Regions from separate parts of the Mus musculus genome. Here region 2 is linked to region 1. The links are chromatin contacts, called in public Hi-C maps. All regions are on one chromosome and are shown on one strand. Each heading gives the region's core, a stretch centred on a gene start, on an enhancer-like site or on the middle of the called end of the contact. The rest is flanking DNA. Distances are from core to core; before and after follow the strand shown.

Region 1 (6,870 bases), core at 2,388-4,887:
TACTTTCAAACAACCATTCCTGTTTCCATGAAAAAAAAAAAAAGATTGGGGCTCAGAGCAAAGCCCACAGTCACCTGCCCCTCTGTACAATGTCTATTTCTTTCTCACAGTACCTGATCTATTCTTCAGGAGCTCTCTGCTCTTTAACTTGGAAGTGTGGAAAAATCATTCTGGTTATCATCAGTGGAACACGCAACCTCTGGCTGTGTGAAAGGCACCGGTCAAGCAGAGGCTAAAGGGTGAACTCATCAATGGTTGCTCTTCATGATCAAACAGCCTGATGGCTTGCCTTATGAATCTTCACTAAAGTCAAGTGTACAGACACTTTCCATCTAGATGCCCCTTGGTCTTTGGGGATGGCAGTTCTGTTAATCTCTAAGAGATTGAGTTCCAGAATTAGATATTGTGGTTCAGGGATTGATTCTAAGGGTAAAAGTCGTGAAGCAAGATTGAAATCAGCCTTGGATACAGAGGAAACACAGCAAAGACAGTTTCAGTACACGTTTTTTAAAAATTGAGCAAAATCCCCACTAGTCTTTTAACTGATGCCTAATAGATCAAAATTTGTGAGGGTGCTTCAGAATGTCACATAAAAATAGCATAAGGAGCTATCCTATCCCTTCCAGGAATGCTTTTATGACCCTTCCTCTGATGTGCACCCATGCATGGCAGAAAGTTTCATCATAGGAAGTGAGCATATTCAAATGGCTATTTTGAATATGACCATGCTTAACAGCCATGTTGCATAATTCTAAATTTAAAAAGAAAATACCCCTCGGTCTTTCAGGTGACTTTCACCTCTATGTAGAAGCAAACAGACTGCTTCACCTCTGACTCTAAATTGATACGTGGCTGCAGAAGTTTCAATAGAATGTTTTCTCTTTCTGTCCCTCAATCCTCTTGCCCGGAAGATGGGGACAATCAAAGTCTCCTTCATGAAGTAGGAAGGCTGGAGTAAATGAAGTCAGGCAAAATGTGTACAAGTGTATGTCTTATAAAACAAGTACAAACTCAGATGCCCCTCAACAGAGGAATGGATACAGAAAATGTGGTACATCTACACAATGGAGTACTACTCAGCTATTAAAAAGAATGAATTTATGAAATTCCTAGCCAAATGGATGGACCTGTAGGGCATCATCCTGAGTGAGGTAACACATTCACAAAGGAACTCACACAATATGTACTCACTGATAAGTGGATATTAGCACAAAACCTAGGATACCCAAGATATAAGATACAATTTCCTAAACACATGAAACTCAAGAAAAATGAAGACTGAAGTGTGGACACTATGCCCCTCCTTAGAAGTGGGAACAAAACACCCTTGGAAGGAGTTACAGAGACAAAGTCTGGAGCTGAGACGAAAGGATGGACCATCTAGAGACTGCCATATCCAGGGATCCACCCCATAATCAGCATCCAAACGCTGACACCATTGCATACACTAACAAGATTTTATCGAAAGGACCCAGATGTAGCTGTCTCTTGTGAGACTATGCCGGGGCCTAGCAAACACAGAAGTGGATGCTCACAGTCAGCTAATGGATGGATCACAGGGCTCCCAATGAAGGAGCTAGAGAAAGTACCCAAGGAGCTAAAGGGATCTGCAACCCTATAGGTGGAACAACATTATGAACTAACCAGTACCCTGGAGCTCTTGACTCTAGCTGCATATGTATCAAAAGATGGCCTAGTCGGCCATCACTGGAAAGAGAGGCCCATTGGACACGCAAACTTTATATGCCCCAGTACAGGGGAACGCCAGGGCCAAAAAGGGGGAGTGGGTGGGTAGGGGAGTGGGGGTGGGTTGCTATGGGGGACTTTTGGTATAGCATTGGAAATGTAAATGAGCTAAATACCTAATAAAAAATGGAAAAGAAAAAAAAAACAAGTACAAAAAAAAAGTGGTTGACATTGTTGGCTTTGTGCACCCTCCAGGTATTGTATGCATACTCAACAAATGTGCTCACATCCATGCATTCTTTTTTCTTTTCCACTTTTTCAATGAAAATAAACCACCCTGTGCCAGGGCACTCCCTGCCACCTCTCCATCATCAGTGCTCATCTGTCCCATATCACAATTTTAAAACTTTGATGAAAACTAGCTCTGAGTATATTTTCATTTGGCCTTTCCAATGAAATCCTTTCTCTTTTTTTGAAAGAAAAAAAATTGATGATGATTTTCTGTCATTTTTCTATCATTTCTCAGTGTGCAGCTAGAGATCTCAGGGCAACAGCCAGTCTGGGGTCAGCATGTACTCAACAGACATGAGAGCAGTGAAGTTTGAGGGTGATTCAGGTTCTGGTCTTCTGAAACTGGATTGAATTCTGAACTAGGCTGTGTGGTGGATCTGGCGGTAAGATAGATCTGGCTGTGTGTAAGGTGGATCTGGCTGTGTGGTGGATCTGGCGGTAAGGTAGATCTGGCTGTGTGTAAGGTGGATCTGGCTGTGTGGTGGATCTGGCGGTAAGGTAGATCTGGCTGTGTGTAAGGTGGATCTGGCTGTGTGTAAGGTGGATCTGGCTGCGTGGTGGATCTGGCTGTGTGTAAGGTGGATCTGGCTGTGTGGTGGATCTGGCGGTAAGGTAGATCTGGCTGTGTGTAAGGTGGATCTGGCTGTGTGTAAGGTGGATCTGGCTGTGTGGTGGATCTGGCTGTGTGGTGGATCTGGCTGTGTGGTGGATCTGGCTGTAAGGTGCATTTGCCATGGCCAGCTCACTGTTTTCACATACTTTTAAGGCATATCGAGAATGGGATGTTCGCTAGTGGGAATTGTGAGGGAGAGGCTCATCAAGTCATTTCCTAGTCTTAACCCAGTGACACTGTTGCCCTTGGTACCAACCACCACTGAAAAACAAAACATAAACAAACAAACAAACAAACAAAAATGAGGCATGCAGAAGACTGAGCCACTGCCAAGGTGATGAGGGAAGGGTTGTTCTTGATTATGACTGAGACTTTATAGGAGGGCAATTGATCCTAAAAGGAGCCAAGGAAGTTCTGCTGCAATTGGAAGGTTCTGGATACTGGCTGGAGATCAAATCTCCTCTGAGCTGCTTCCTACCACCCATGACTCAGAGTAAGATCTCTGAGCAGGGTGGCAGAAGGACCACGATTGCAGCTGCCAGCAGAGAGCACCACACGCATGAGAATGATAGGACACAGGTCAGGAGCAGGACTGGGTGACAGCCATGGTCTTGGGATGGTGCCTTGGGACTCTCTCACATCCACCCTTCCTCTTAGGAAGCGAAAGTTCAAACCTGCTTTTTTTTTTTTTTTTTTTTTTTTTTTTTTTTTTTTGCCTCTGGGCTGAAGTTCAGGGGACTTAGCAGAGTCATCAGCACTGGTGAGCAGGATCGATTTGCCTCCCCAACCTGGATTGTGTGGCTTTAGACCACGTTTCATAGTGACTATGCTAATCATGTCCTGGTGTGGGTGTCCTGGAAGTAATAGACTATCCCCAGACTCTAATGCCTGCCTTTTCAATCTTCTGATGAGCTTCTGTCATCCTCATTTCAGCTTCATTCAGCTTCTTCTGCAGCTTGGCACCTCACCATCTGGAAGTCCCCCAGGAAGGACAGAGTCACCTTGAGGAGCGGCCACTTTGCTAGCTCTGTGCACAGAGCTTTCTTTACATGGAATGCGGATGCTTTATTGCTCTCCTGGCTGCTGAGGGTGCCCTGAACAAATGTGCTCCCTGACTCTTAGGGAATCGAAACTACACAGTTTCACTCTGGCCCCGTTGTGTGTCAGTTGGCTTTCAGCATTCCCTTGTCCCCACAAAAACCTCAACACGAATCCTTTGCACGGATGTTGTACAATGGGAGCTTTCATGACTGTCTTGGCACCTGCAAGCCTGGGGTTTACCGTGTCCTGGGGCAGGACAGTGCTTACTGAGTGGGGCTGAAGCTGAGAGCCCCACCCCTGGCAGCAGGTGAGCATAGATAGGAGAGGGGACCTGCTAACTGAAGTACCTTCTCTGCTGCCTCCCTGGGTGCTCTGAGTCTCAATTGCCATCTTATTGTCCCGAGCACAGAAAGTGATTTATACCCAATCTTTAACTTTCACATGCTCTCTGACTCAAAGGGAAAAATGGATTGCAAAAGCAAATGTATGGACAGATTCGGTAACTAGGAACAGAATCCATTCTTAATAAGAAGGCTGGCTCTGGAGCCAGACTCTGGAGCCTTCCTTCTGTCTTTCTCATTAACTAGACAAAGAGCCAGTGGTACTGATTGTATACCACTTTTTTCTCTGCCTCTCATTTGAGGAACTAGGGCTAAGAGAGCAGACATCACTTGTAATGATTAAAGGATCGGATCGGCTATTCCTGAACTAACTACAGCTGTACCTGGTTTACATTAGACATTCACTAGTTGTTAGCTATTGTCATCATCGTTATCATTATCATTCATCGGCATCATGATGGATTTCCCCTCGATCAGAAAGACATGGAATTGGGTTCATAAATGACAAGGAGGCTGGGCAGGAGGGTCAGCAATGCCAATCCCGTAGGAATAGTGTGACTAGCTCTCTGGCCCTGCCATGGCTGCTGGTACTAACGTGGTCAGCATTGATATCTCAGGGTGACAACTTTACTTGTTTCTAATATGGAGTCAAACAATTGCCAAAGCCAGTTTATCTGAGAACTATATATAGGGTTGGGTCTATGTTGCATCTGGTCCCTTCAGTTTTCCATAAGAGAAGCTGTGCTCTGTCTCCTGTCAAATTCATACAACAGTGAATTGCTCCATCACATGACAATAATAATCCAAAAGCTTTAAACCCAACAGATACCTATATAAAATGGTAGTACTATAAAAGAAAAATATTAGTTACTCTCCTCATTGCTGTGACAAAATATTTGATATCAAAAATAAAATATCACTCTTTGGGGCTTCTGGTTTGAGAATACAGTTCATCATGTTGGGAGAAAGCACAGTGTCAGGAGAGTCGGGTTTCTTGTCCACATCTCCGAGGACCAGGATGTAGGGAGAAATGACAGGAAGCAGTGCTGGACCACAGGCCTCAAGGCCCACCCACTATGATCCATTCCCTCCAGAAAGACTACCTATCCTAAAATTTCCAAAACTTCACAGAACAGAGTCACCAGCATCCTTGGTACCTATATTTCCCTATGCCTTCATAGCCAACCCACCACCCACCAACTTTTCAATTCTACTGCCTGCTCAGTCTTAAACCCACATTTCTGCATCTCCCTAATCCAAGAAACCGAAATTCTGCTGCTGGGGGACTATTAAACCAACGTCATCACCTATCTCCCTGTATTGACTCTGAACTGTCTCTAATCCACTTGACAGGAACCACATGAGCTCTGAGAACCCATTGTCTTTTGAGTTTTAAGAGCGTCACAAATCTCTGAGGTTAATAATTACCGTATTTACATGCTTATGTCTGTTTTCCGGTCTGTGTCTTCCAAGTTCAAGGAGGCTGAGCTCCCACTGACTCACTGCACTCCAGCTCCATCCTTCAGATGCTCCTTCCTGCCACAAAGCCTTTACCTCTGTGATGGTTTGTATATGCTCGGCCCAGGGAGTGGCACTGTTAGAAAGTGTAGCCATGTTGGAGTAGATGGGGCCTTGTTGGAGTACGTGTGTCACTGTGGGTATGGGCTTTAAGACCTTATTCCTATCTGCCTGGAAGCCAGTATTTGCTAAAAACCTTCAGATAAAGATGTAGGTACTCCTGCACCATACCTGCCTAGATGCTTCCATGCTCCCACCTTCATGATAATGAACTGAACCTCTGAGTTTGTAAGCCAGCCCCAGTTTAGATGTTGTCTTTATAAGAGTTGCCTTGGTCATGGTGACTGATCAAAGCACTAAAACCCAAACTAAGACAGAAGTTGATACCAGGGACTGGGGTGTTGCTGTGATAGGCATGACCATGCTTTTGTTTGGAAGGATGCGGATTTGAGGACTTTGGATTTGTAAAGCAGTGGAATGCTTTAAATGGGACTTAATGACCTATCCTAGCAGGAATATAGAAGACTTTGTGGAGAAATTCCATATGTGGCCTAGAGAATGTTTTGTGGTATTTTGGTGAAGAATGTGACTACTTTTTGCCCTTGTCTGAAGAATCTGCCTGAGGCTAAGGTGAAGAGGCTCAGATTAATTGTACTAACAAAGGAAGTCTCATAAATGCCCATCATAGAATTTGTTCTCTGGTTAAGTCTCATGAAGAGCATTTTAAACAAGTGTTGCAAACTGAGAAAGGAAAAATATAAAATAGAGGGTTTGAGTGTTAAAGGGGCACCAGGAGGTGAAGTGGGGCTGAATCCTGTGTTCAAGGAACTAACAAATTAAGAGTGGGAGTTAGGGGCAAGATCCTACCCAGCTAAATTTAGATCCAGGCATGGTGGTGCACACCTTTAATCCGAAGAGAAAGGCATGCAGGTCTCTGAGTTCAAGGTCAACCTACAGAGCAAGATCCAGGACAGCCAAGCTTAGGCAGTGGAGTTGGAAAAGAGGAGACTAGTAATAATATAATAGAATGAGGGGGCCATGTTCCAGCTCCTGCAACCTTGGCAGAACTTGGCAGCTTCAACCATGTGGTGGCTTTATAGTCAAGAAGGGAAGGAGACTACTGGGACAACTGATTCTGATTAGGTGGAGCTAAGAAATTAGTGGTTAAAAAGAGACCAACATCACTGAGGTGAAATCTTTTGGGAAGTGTCTTCTGAGAGCACAAAGAACCTGTGTTCCAAAGATAGCCATGGTTGTACCTTGTGCTGCAGCTGTACTTGGTAATGTATAAGAGTCATCCAGGTGGTACTGTGTGGGACCATGGGTATGGGGGAAAGAGGAGAAAGAACCCGAGTCCCTCCAGAGTTCCGGTGCTCTGGG
Region 2 (6,870 bases), core at 1,581-4,080, 180 kb after region 1:
ATGCTCCCAAATTTAGTCACTGAATTGAGACACTGACTTTCAGGATATCTGAGAAATCCTGTCTAGAGTTTTGTTTCCCTACAAAGATGAAGCCATCCAGTCTCACTCTGCCAGACCAAGAATATTTCTACCATGGGATACCTCTAGCGCAGGAAATTCCAGTTCTAAGACTCAGACATGAATGCCCATCTATTATTGTTAAATTGCGTGTGTTCAGAAGTAGTTTTTTCCTGTTGGAGGTAGACAGTTCAACATGTACATTGTGGTTTCCAGAGGTGATGAAAACATATTCTGTTTTTAGATACTGGAAATGACCAACGAATCTAAAAAACAGTCCACTTAAGATGTTTTTAATGTTTCATTTTTCATATGATATAAAATATTGTGCTCAGAAATCACTGAAGAAAATGCATGGCTTATCTCTTTTGGGCAACTGGCTTAAGGGGCACTCAAGATCAATAAATTTTGGTATTTGGGACTCTCTCATGAGAACAAATCAGTGTATTTCGATCATCCTGTGACATCCTGAAACAGTCCTAAAGTTGTCAATGTCCTCCATCCTTACCGTTCAGTTCTCTTCGAAAATGTAGCCACAATCCAAATAGAGAATAACACTGACCCTGAAAATCTTTCCAGTAGTTAATAACTCATATCACATCAAATTTTGTCTCATTAATGATCCAGGTTAGAAAGAAAGATTTGGAAAATGTGAGGAGGGGGAGAAGAGAGACTTAGGAAAGCATCTCACTCTTCTTTCTCTGCCTTTAATCCCCTGCATGAAAAGGAAGCTAACAGAGGCCACACTGAATTGAAATTGAGGTTGGTCTTTCTTTTGTTTTTATAATTAGATTCTTTGAGACTATCAGACAGTGTATCTTGATTATATACCCCCCCAGATCCAGGAGTTCTTCCCTAGTAACCCAACTTTGGCTCTTTGTTTCTTCCTACCACTTGGAGTACAATTTATGCTGACTCTCTACTCCCAGGTGTGTGGGTTCCTCTACGGCTGGAGGTTGATCCACCTACTTCTTGCTTTGGTGAGGCTGAGTGTGAATGTGTGTTGAGTTTGGCCTCTTTCTCCCTTGTTCATACGCATCATTTAACAACTAGTACATACTTGGCTTTCTATCAACATTAGTGTCCATAGTAAATAAAGAATAATTATTAAAGCAATTTCCACAAAACTAGCCTTCACATATCAGGGAAGTTCTCTTTAAGGGATTTTGTTTAATTTCTTCCTCAGTAGAGAAACCAACCGGGTTTGAACTAGGCAGACTATCTCCATCTGTGCTTTCACTCTAAAATATAGTTATTAAAATTTAATAGCAAATTTCACAGATAATTAAGAACCCAACTTTAACCTTACACTTTATGAGAGGAGATTTGCATTCATTTCTAAGTTATGTTAATTCTATTTTTCAATGATAAAGCCTCTGAAATGGAAATGAAAAATAAAGAATGTGAAATTATTAATTTCACTGGGAAGTATAAAGAAAAACATAATAGTCTCAAAAAAAAAGAGATAAGCTCAATTTTTATCAATCTCAAGGCAATGGGCAGAGTCATAACCAAGGACAGTATTGCCTGTATAATCGCCTGGATGCTGTCACACATTTAGATATTGATGGTGAGGAGAAATTAAAGACTCCTCCAAAGTGAAGGTTGGAGGGATTGAAAGGATTTCAAAGGGATTGAAAAAAGTAAAAATAGGGAAACTATGACTTTTGCCTTGCCCAATGGATGAAAGTAAGCTATCAGATGCCCTGCTAGTAGTTTAAGTTAGCAATTAGAGACATGGACCTAGAGAAATAGAGTAGAGTATGTGCAATATACAGAGACAACAGTTCGGAATTCATTCCAGAATGGCACCCAGTGAAATGGTTTATGATGAACTATAAAAAATCTCACACTATACCAACACCAAACACCTGGGGCAAAGGACAGGGAATAAGAGAAGGAAACATTCAAACAGAAAGACAGGGGGTGGAGGGGGCAAGAAGTTAACATGGAGCCAAGGAAGAAAGGTCCATATTCGATGAGCTGATCTCAGCTAGTATGCTCCAATCTTGCAGGAATAGAAGAGACCTGGGTGTAGAAAATGCAATGTGGTGGGTGCAGTACCGAGCTGTGTGTGCCAAGGACCTCATGCACACTTTCCAATGGATCGGGAGAAAACAGGATTACACAGAAATATCACTATCAGGCTCAGTCTTAATGACTATCTTACCTTGTATCTCATTTATGTCAAGCATTTATCTTTAAGCTGCAGAAAGTCTTTTGAGGCTTAGAGAATACTTTTTTCAATTACTGTAGTTTGAGCATTTTATTGTTCTGTCACATTTGGAAAGGAACAGAAAATATGGCAGTTGCAATAGTTTGTGTCTTTGTTGCTGTTTCGCAATATGCCCAAAATCGTGACCAAAAGGAGCTCGGGGACAAAAGTGTTTATTTTAGCTTACATTTCCAGGTGACACTTTACCATTGATAGAAGTCAGGACAGGAACTCAAGGAAAGAACCTGGAGGCAGGAACTGACGCAGAAACCACAGAGAAACACAGATTATTGGTTCCTCTTCCATGGCTTGCTCAACTACCTTCCTTAGATAGAGTAACCTCTCTGGGGTTGGACCCTCCCACATCAATTATCAATCAACAAAATGCCCCACAGACATATCCACAGGTCAACCTCATAGATGCAATCCTCAATTAAAGTTGCCTCTTGCTAGATGACTCATTTTTGCCAAGTTGACAAAAAAATAGCCAGAACAGCACTCTATGGCTGGTATTTGTGTTAAGCCTAACCTGTGTCTGAATCATAGGGTGAGACTGTTAGGTACCCCAATTTTTGAGTGGCATAGTCAGTTTTAGATGATGTGAGAATGTGGGTTTCCCTTTCCTGACTTTAATAACTTTCCATATTTGGATCAAATGTTATATAGACCTTGAGGTTTCACCCTTTAATTGATTAAATATGGAAAAATTGGAAAGAACACATGGCTGGAATTTATATGACCATAGTGCTGCTATGTGGTGAGGGAGGTGGAAACTAGAGAGAATTTCTCTCCATGTGTGCCATCTATCTTTCAGTGACTTCCCTGATCATGTTATTTATCTGCATTAGCATTTTTGTGGTCTAGAAATTACAAACAATTTTTAATAGTCCTCTGAAAAGAATGTGAAGTGTGGAGCAATCTGTGGAAAACACATTTTTGTATAATTCTGTCAGGATCTAGAAAAAATATCTTGTTCCTGCAGTTCACTTCTGCTTAGGAATTGGTCCAACAGGAGACAGAAGGAGAAGCTGAAAGTTGGAGAGGCTTTCCCTCTTCTTCAATAGACTATACTCACGCCTTCAGTGCTTAAACTCATGCTGCTGCTTCTAGCACTTCCAGGTCATGGGGGACAGGACAAAGGTCTACTAGCTGCCAATACCACATTTAATGTAGCTTATATAAGCCTGTTACTTTGGGAACAACAAAATAAATCAAGTAAGACTTTCGTTCTCAGGGCTATAATGTTCAACAACAATAATAAGTAACAGCAGGAAAATAACCAAAATATTACACAAAATGTGACGAATGACTGAAGGAGTTCACATTTCTACTTTTTAAAATACGGTAAAATAGATGTGTAAAAAAGTACAACACACAATAAAAAATATAGTTTCTTGGAAAGATATTTTAAATATTTCTCAAAATCATTATTAGAAAAATAATAAAGGAAAAGTAGTCCATGAGAGAAAACAAAAACCACATGAGAGTGAAATTATAGAACAAGGTAGAACATAATCTGGTGTTTCCTTCATCAGCATCTGTAAATTAGGCTGTGAGCATCATTCTGTACACTAGGATGGAGTGTGGTGGTGTGGATGAGAAAGGACCCATGGGCTCATAGAGTCAAATGTGCAGTTTCCAGAGAGAATAACTGTTCAGGAAGAATTAGGAGCTGTGGTCATGTTGGAAGAGATGTGTCATTGGAAGAAGGCTTTGAAGTTTCAAAAGCTTAGCATGCACAAGCTCAGCTTTCTCTCTCTCTCTCTCTCTCTCTCTCTCTCTCTCTCTCTCTCTCTCTTAAAGGAATGTACAAATTCTCCAAATTGATTCATTTTTCTATGGAATTTTACTTGCATAAAGTTTTAAATAAAACTAACAAGGCATGTTAGACGCTAATACCACTCTGATCTTTAAATCTCATTGGACAGGAGTCAGGGGGATAGGGCATGGCAGGGGTTTCTGTGCTACTGAGCATGTTTCATGTTTCTTGCTTTATATGTTGGCCAAAGAGGACTGGTTATAACAGTTTACCAGGCAGAACTATAGGTTCCAGGATAGTGGTGAGTGTGACCCATCACCTTTGTAGATGACAAGATCATATTGCAATGTTAAAAGGTTAGGCTTGCCCACCATCTCTTCAGATGCATGTTTGAATTGAGTAAAATGTGCAGAAGAAAAGAAGTTTGGGGTCTATACTATTTTAGAGAAGTCTGGCAAACATTAAGAAGCAAGTGGCCCCCACCTTAAACAAATATTTTGGACAATAGGAAAGAGGGATTACACACACACACACACACACACACACACACGTAGTTTTCAAAATAAGTAATATTTCATTGTCACCACAGAGCAAGATAGTACAAGGAAAGAAAAACTCATGCTTAGCTAGCCCTGGGAAATGCCCTAAACAAAACCTAAAGAACTTAAACCTGACTATGGAGAGAGAGAGAGAGAGAGAGAGAGAGAGAGAGAGAGAGAGAGAGAAAGGAAGAAAGGAAGAAAGGAAGAAAGGAAGAAAGGAAGAAAGGAAGAAAGGAAGAAAGGAAGAAAGGAAGAAAGGAAGAAAGGAAGAAAGGAAGAAAGGAAGAAAGAAAGAAAGAAAAGAAAGAAAGAAAGAAAGAAAGAAAGAAAGAAAGAAAGAAAGAAAGAAAGAAAGAAAGGAAAACTATGATCAGGCAGTATATATTTATCCTAGCAATACAAAAAAAGAACATAGAAATATAATGTAACTCTTTGGAATAGTGAAACCAAAAAGAAAAAACTGAATGATTATCCTCACCCAAAGAAATAACAATTGATACATTAGTAACAGTTTTTAGCTAAGTAGGACCAGAAGGAACTTTCTTAGCTTCTTCAAGGGTAGTTGCTCAAAAATACCACAAAACCCTACAAACACATTACTCAAGTTTGAAACATTAAAACACCAGTATCTTTTTTTAAAAAAAAAGGAACAAGTTAGGATGTCCCCAATCACTGTCCCAGAAATTAAGAAGTCAAGTAGACACACACACACACACAATACCCAAGTAACACAACACTACACCGCAGGGAAAATTATGCAGGTGTTCATAGTGAATAAGGGTTCATAACTGCTAAACCTTCTACACATTTGTTCAAGCCTCAGAAGTGGGAGGTATTGTGTGTGGACTCAGGAAAAGTTAATTGGAAAGCAATGGGTTAAAGAATTGATAAACAACATGGGGACACTTGCCTCAGAAAGGAGTCAAAGCTGCCTCTGTTCTTATTTTCTAAAGAGGAAGCTGTGTTTCTCTTCTGAAAGGAGCATGGGAGAGGCTGCGAGGGCAGGGAGAAGAGGAAGAGTGAGATTTGTCCACCAGGTTGCTTTCCCATGTTCTGTTTTGTATGACCCCCGCCATGCCAAAGCATGACTGTAAAGCTACTCTCTTGAAATGTCAACGTCTCATTGTTTTCTAAATTTATCTGGGGATTTGAGAGTGCTTCTAACTTCCTGTTGTCCCACTGAAGTGGATGAATTGGCAAATGCCTGGCCAGAAGAGGGGGAGTTCTGAAGCTCCCACTCAGCAAGCCTTGGCAATGTCTTGAAAGGTGGAGGAAAAATGGGGAGGGGTATCCTGTTTGTTTACCCTTCTCCTTGGCAAGCCAACCTGGTACTTGCCCCCTTACCCATGAGTCCAGTGAATTTCCTAACCCTGACAACATTGTAGTGACCGTGCTCCTGTTAACTGCTAGTGAGTGACACTCAGTGGGTACCACCCCACCCTCCACCTCCGACTGCCAGTGGTGTAGGGCTCCCACTGCTGTTCTCTGTCCTAAAATCACTATCCTTAAGAACTCACTAGGCATAAGTAAAAAGTATCCATCTCTGCAACCAGCTGAAAAGATGCACGGCTGTGCCCTGGGGTAATGTGAAAGCTCGATGGTGCCTCTCCAATTTCCTCTTTTTCTATTTCAAGCCCTAGACCCTGAGAATGTGTCTGTATGTGAAGACGGATCCTTTACAGAGACAGTTAACTTATAGCAGGATCTTTAAAATAGGTCTGTTGTAGTTAGGTTTCTGCTATGAGATAAAACACTGACCAGATCCAGCTTTGAGGAAGAAAGAGATTGCTTGGTTTAAATAACAAATCTCAGGCGGGCATTGAGGGAAGTGAGGGCAAGAACTGAAGCAGAAGGGAGACGCTTGCTTGCTTGCCCTCAGGCTCCCATTCAGTGGTCTTTCTTATGCTTCCCAGAACCACTTGCCCGGTGGTGACACCACCCACAGTGGTTGGATCCGCCCCAACATCAATCAGGAAGCAAGAAAATGTCCCTCACACCAAGCTGATGGAAAAGATTTCTCAATTCAAGTTCACTCTTTCTGGATAACTCTAGTTTATGTAAAGGTGATCAAAACCAAACCCATACACGATCCTAATCCAGCATCCAGCATGCCTGGCATCTTCTTACAAAGACTCACACAGACCAGAGGATGGCTGTATGAGGCATGACAGGAAGAGAGTTATCGGCAAACTGAGGACGTAGTCCTCAGAGGAACCAAAATGGTTACATGTTGGTCCTGAACATCTTCTGAATGCCAAGATAATAAATTCCTACCAGTGTCTCTACTTCTCTCTGAT

Evidence for each region. Hi-C and Micro-C count contacts between places; a contact is called where the count stands out from the background.
Region 2: a contact with region 1 is called in a Hi-C map of tail fibroblasts, with 6 times the contacts expected there. The contact joins two enhancer-like sites. A contact is called at or near these places in 2 of 15 datasets of contacts at CTCF or cohesin (the NIH/3T3 cell line and large pre-B cells), 1 of 484 Hi-C or Micro-C datasets (tail fibroblasts) and 2 of 115 datasets of contacts at active chromatin or transcription factors (Th17 cells and large pre-B cells).

Annotation. Positions count from the first base shown.
Region 1 is chr2:117,777,329-117,784,198 of GRCm38.p6, forward strand. No RefSeq gene overlaps it. Among named protein-coding and RNA genes, the nearest start is that of Gm13985, 32 kb to the right of the region's middle. Within about 2 kb of position 3,638, at least 37 of the 459 cell types and tissues checked have an H3K27ac peak or open chromatin away from gene starts, as enhancers often do. A contact at or near this core is called in tail fibroblasts, where this site is marked.
Region 2 is chr2:117,956,546-117,963,415 of GRCm38.p6, forward strand. All of the region lies in intron 8 of Gm13986 (predicted gene 13986), which reads right to left. Among named protein-coding and RNA genes, the nearest start is that of Gm25308, 120 kb to the right of the region's middle. Within about 2 kb of position 2,831, at least 30 of the 459 cell types and tissues checked have an H3K27ac peak or open chromatin away from gene starts, as enhancers often do. A contact at or near this core is called in tail fibroblasts, where this site is marked.